Linked DNA regions of Sus scrofa: region 2 is linked to region 1. The links are chromatin contacts, called in public Hi-C maps. All regions are on one chromosome and are shown on one strand. Each heading gives the region's core, a stretch centred on a gene start, on an enhancer-like site or on the middle of the called end of the contact. The rest is flanking DNA. Distances are from core to core; before and after follow the strand shown. Region 1 has its middle 7.6 kb from the start of TAF15. Region 2 holds the start of PEX12 (peroxisome assembly protein 12).

The links. Hi-C and Micro-C count contacts between places; a contact is called where the count stands out from the background.
Region 2: a Hi-C map of liver shows a contact between it and region 1, with 5 times the contacts expected there. The contact joins the promoter of PEX12 here to the enhancer-like site in region 1. A contact is called at or near these places in 1 of 5 promoter capture datasets (liver), 3 of 47 Hi-C or Micro-C datasets (liver and skeletal muscle) and 1 of 2 datasets of contacts at active chromatin or transcription factors (alveolar macrophages).

What each region holds. Positions count from the first base shown.
Region 1 is chr12:39,723,034-39,725,733 of Sscrofa11.1, reverse strand. No RefSeq gene overlaps it. Among named protein-coding and RNA genes, the nearest start is that of TAF15, 7.6 kb to the right of the region's middle. Within about 2 kb of position 1,258, at least 81 of the 83 cell types and tissues checked have an H3K27ac peak or open chromatin away from gene starts, as enhancers often do. A contact at or near this core is called in alveolar macrophages, liver and skeletal muscle, where this site is marked.
Region 2 is chr12:39,930,249-39,932,948 of Sscrofa11.1, reverse strand. PEX12 (peroxisome assembly protein 12) reads right to left here and starts at 1,269. Exons shown (of 3, transcript XM_003131719.4): 1 at 1-1,269. It also overlaps a transcript of AP2B1 not described here.

The DNA.
Region 1 (2,700 bases), core at 9-2,508:
CACGACGGGGACCCCCTCCCCCAATTCTTTACTAGGTCAACTTCTGCTCATTCCTATGGTTTGGCTTATACGTCACGTCGCCCTCGGGGAAGATGCCCTTGTGCCCTTGTGTGCCCTCTGAGCTTTCATAGCTTCAACTCAAACTTGAGCCAGAGCCCTCTCTAGACAGTGCAGCAGAACGTATAGACCCACAGGCAGTGTTATCTGGATTCCAATTCCATTTATTCGTTGTGCGACCTAGGGCGAGTGAATTCTGCCTTCTCATTTGTAACGTGGGACTAATATTTCATCATTTTGTTGTGAGAATTAAATGAGATGATGCAAGGTGCCTAACAATTAGAATTAGTATTACCTCAGCGCTGAATACTAAAGCTCGATCTCTCGTTCTAATACATCCTCAGGGTTCAGTTTGTACGTGATTTCATTTTAAGGCACACGTTTGTTCCAGTATCACTTTGCAGACTATCTGCTATTTGACAAGGTAGTTAAAACAAACCAGGAGGTGACCTGGTCCGGTAGTCTGTCACGATTTTTCGGTACGGGAGTTTACTAACTCCCAACGCCCCCGGCTGGCTCAAGCAGTCTGCAGCCCAAGCAGAACGAACAAGGGCATACCATTCGAAATTTCAGCGAAAGAACTGTCTTTTCTAACCATTTAACCTGCGTTTATAAGGCTTCTCTTCTTTCGCTTCCTAACCTCGAATTCTTACAGATCCAATGAAGTGAGAAATAGGACCGTAATCAGGAAGGAGCGCGTAAGTTCAGATTCCTCCCCCATCCAGATCGCGGCAATGGTACTTCCTCTCCTCAATTCCCTCTCAATAATGGTACCGTCCGCGTAGGGGAGAACGGGGGGTGATTCCGAAGTCCCCAGGTTCGGAAGCTGGTCCTATTACAGAGCTACCCCTCGAGCCTTGGTGCTGTGGTACCGCCCACTTCCCTCTGATTGGCTGCAGAGACCCCGCAGTCGGGCCCAGCCCTCCGCGCCGCCCTCAGTAGAGCTCCGGCCGCCGCGCCGCCAGGCTTTCGTATTCCTTGTTCTCCGCGGGCTGTGGGGGCTCCGCGCCGCGGCCGTTAGTCATGTCTGGTAGGTGACTCCTTCAGCGAGCAGCGGCAGCGGCGAGAAGGGGCCCGGCGGGGTTGGGCCGTCTTCCCGCCCACCGGAGGGCCCCGAGGGAAAGCCTCCGGCCCTGAGGGAGGCTGGGGTGGGGGGGCGGACGCGGCCGCCGCCATGTTGGACTGGAGGGACGCACGCTCCCAACGCTCTCCGTTTCCAGATCCCGGCGGGAGTGCTTCGAGCCTCCGGTCTTTTGGCCCCTTTCTTGGAACCTGAGGCCACTTGCCGCTCCCGGGGGAGGGTGTGTGGAATTGGGGGGCGGAGGCCTCTACGCCATCGCAGGGGCGGGGGGAGCCTGTGATTAGAGCATCAGCCGGAGAGAATCGGTGCTTCTGGTTCTCCGCTCCGCCTCAGATCTTTCAGCGAGGCCTCGGGCCAGTCATCTCGCCGCCTCGTCCCTCAGTTTCCCCATCCGTGAAGTGGAGCTGGGCCTTCCTGACTCACCCATTCATCAGGTGGGGGCCTTGACGCTTTGGGAGCCCTTTTAAAGGACGTTGCCTGACACGAAATCCTACATGTCGTCATTCCCTCTGCAGCAGCCTCCCCGATTCGAGTTGGGGGTGTTTGCGTATAATTTCAGCTTCCTCCTCACCCTCCTCTGTCATCTCCCCTTTTCAGTTTATCTCCTGCACGAGCTTAATTAAAGTGAGCCTTGTCTATTGATAGGCTGCAGTAAGTACATGTGGCATTTACGTTAAAACATATCGACCAAAAGAACGACGGTCTTCCACGAAGCACTTAAATTGATAGAGGCCACCCCGGTTGTGTGGAAGAGAAAAAGAGGCCTTGGTCTCATCAGGACAGCCCGTTTAGATCCTGCTAAAGCAGAATATAAAGTCAGGGACGTGGATCTGCTCTTGATTTAGCAGATTGACCTAGCTGCCACACGAGGTCCTCTGTTTTTGGGTATATCATAGGCTGCAAGGAAAGACCCAGCTCTCCACTTACTAGAAACCATCATGAGTGTTACATGACCATTTTTCAAGTGGGAAAGGAAAATACATTCCTGAAAGCCATATGGTTAGGATGAAAATGTCTGCTGGCAGAGTATTTTACACTTGAATGGGAGAACCTGTTGGTACTAAAAACGAAACAACACTCCCCCGCCCGCATTGAGAAGGAGAGAAAAAGCCAGCAGCAGGCAGAGAGGAGACTGAATGGACCAGAATGGTTGGACAGGGGAGTGATCAACATTCCTTAGGTTAACATCGATGTTAAGCCAGAATATCGATCTTTTGAGGGATGGGGCATTTACCTGATCAAACAGGCTGTTCATTGCACAGAATTTCTCTCTTGCTTCTTTTTATTTAATTCTTACTCAAGCAAGAAATAATTTCTTACCCCAAAGTAGACATTGGTACATATTTTACCAGGCACATCATTGGGAGTGAAGCCTGGTAAAGCTCCACGTGAGTACACAGAGGTGCACTCTCAAGAGGGTATGTAACCCATCCATGGCTTAAAAAAATAATAAAGAGATCCTCCTGTCCTTTTGGAGAAATTTACTCTTTCAGTGGATATAGTGCTCATTTAGAACGGTTGACCTGTTGATTTTTAACATAGTTATTGGTTTAAAGCAATGG
Region 2 (2,700 bases), core at 20-2,519, 210 kb before region 1:
GCAGACGCGGGTGGCAGTGGCGAGTGGGAGGGGGTGACTTGATTAATGCTGCACCTCACAGGGTAGAGCGTGTGACAGAGGGGGACAGGTACGGGCGAAGGAGCGCTGAACTCTCGAGCCGCAGTCCTGGAAGCTGTCAATCATAGACTTCAATCTTAAAGGCTCCAAAAGCCAGGCGGCTCTGAGGGTCCGCTCGGTCAGGCTCAGTTGTGAGCAGTGCAGCCCCCCCGCCTGTTCCCGTCCTAGCGCGCTGACTCCTGCGAAGCGCCAGAGACCCGCGACACAGCGTTTGAAAGCAGGTCTCCGCTTTATGACAGAAGCCGCAACCGGAAATAGACCACGGGGCTTGGAGAAGGCTGGCGGAGGCGAGGCGAGGCGCTCTAGCCCGGAATGCGACCGCGAGACCGGAACTAGAGATCTCTATGGCCTCACTGGGACTTCCGCTTCCGCCTCCTGCTGAAAGTAAAGAAGGCGCTAGGGGTTTTGCTTGCAGAGCCGTTCTCCGCTGGTTGGTTTTACTTTTCCTAGTTGTTTTTGTTTTGCCGCCTCATGGGAAAGTTACGGTTCCGATCTCTCTCTGCAGAGTCTTTTTAGCAGGGTGTTGAGGGCGCCGCACCAACGTTTGGCGGCTGGAGCCAGAACTCAGCCCACAGAGGCGTTTGTTACCTGGGGCGATCGAGTTTAGGAGTCGAGGGACGCAAGGGAATGTGAAGATGGAAGGCTCTCGCTGTACTCGTGGCGAGGGTGGTGGTTCACCGTTTTCTGCTGCCTTAGGGGAGGATTTGAAGCGACATAATTGGAGATAGAAGCCTTAGCTTTATGGTCGCCAATTGCTATTTAAAGAAAAAAAAATGATTAGGATGAGAAGAGATCTTTTGTTACTCACAAGTTGGGACGAGTCTTCTAGATTAGGTTCTTTCAAGCATAACTGTAAGCACTTGGTACGCTAGTTCAAACTGGTTCCTACGCTCGTACACAGTCGACTGTGTTACCTTAGCGATATGAATATTGGGTACGAATCAGATGAATTCTAACTAGCGTGAACTGGGGAGGCTTGACAGAGAAGATAGTTTTCGTTGTTTGTATACCAGAAGGAATGTAATTAACCTTAGGATTTGCAACGTACTTTTACATCGTATGCAATTGCCTTGGTTGAGTTGCTGCTGCAGGTTTAATTTATATGAAGTTAGAGTTCATCTCCTTCTCTCTCCAACGCCCCCTCCCCCCCCCCAAATAACCAGAAATAGAAGGTGATTTGTTTTGTTTTGTTTTGTTTCAGGGTGGCACCCAGGGCACATAGAGATTCCCAGGCTAGTTGTTGAATTGGAGCCGTCGCCACTGGCCTACGTGGCAGCCACGCAACACCAGATCTGAGCTGCATTTTGGACCTACACCGCAGCTCAGGGCAACACCGGATCCTTAACCCACTGAGGAAGGCTAGGCATCAAATATGTGTCCTCATGGTTACTGGTCAGATTTGTTTCCGCGGAGCCACAATGGGAACTCCATAGGAGGTTATTAGTTACTGCCTTAGAGGACCTTATAAAGGTAGTTAATTGTTTCACAGAATGAGAATGGTGGAAAACAAAGTTTATTATCCAAAGAGGAGAAATAAAATCTTGCAAGTTAACCTTGATTTTAGTTCTACAAAGTGTTTTATATTCTGCTAAAACGCCTGCAGGAGAAAGTCACGTTAATGTAAGAGTTTTACCTTATAGAGGTTTTTTTTGTTTTTTGTTTTTTCTTTTTAGGGCTATACCAGTGGCATATAGAAATTCCCAGGCTAGGGGTCAAATCAGAACTACAGCTGCCAGCCTACACCACAGCCACAGCAACGTGGAATCCCAGCCATGTCTGTGACCTACACCACAGGTCATGGCAATGCCAGATCCCCGACCCTCTGAGCAAGGCCAGGGATGGAACCCACATCCTCATGGATACTAGTTGGATTCATTTCTGCTGTGACACAAGGGGAACACCTTACAGAGTTTTAAGGACTGGAGTAATGTATAAAGCACTTGGCATTAGATATGTGATCAAAGGTAGCTGTTACAAATGGGCTTTTCTTAAGTAACAGCAAAAAGACAAAGCTGAGAAATAGCATCAACTAAGATGAATGGGAAGTTAGTTAAACTTGTATCAGTTATGGTTTTTGGCTACAAGCAACAGAAAACAGCTAATTTAAACTAAAAAAATTATCGGAAGAATATGGAGTAGCTAACAAAATAAGGAAAGCCAACTCTGAAAGTACAGTAATTATACAGCCCTACTGGATGTTTCTCGCAAGAATTAGCAAAGTCTCATCTAGGCATCATTGTTGCCGTGAATGAGGTTCAACAAATTTCTTTCTGTCCCTGTACTTACAATTCAGATTCCTTGTGACCTACCTTGGTTCGGATTTCCTCACCACTCCCTGTTTCACTCTTAGACAAAAGATGGCAAGACAACTTAATAGCCCATTGAGACTATTCCAAAAATAAACTGACATTATCACATGAGAAAAGGGAAAGGCAGTTAAAAAAAAAAAAGTCAATTACTACAGCCAACAAAAAATAAACACCTAATCATAGATCCCACTCTTAGGTTTATGATGTAATAAATAAGACCCCAAAATTGATTGCATTTAAAGTTATTAAGAGTCATCAGGTTCAATATGGTGTGAATTTAATGGAAGAGATGATATCAGCTGGGAACAATGAG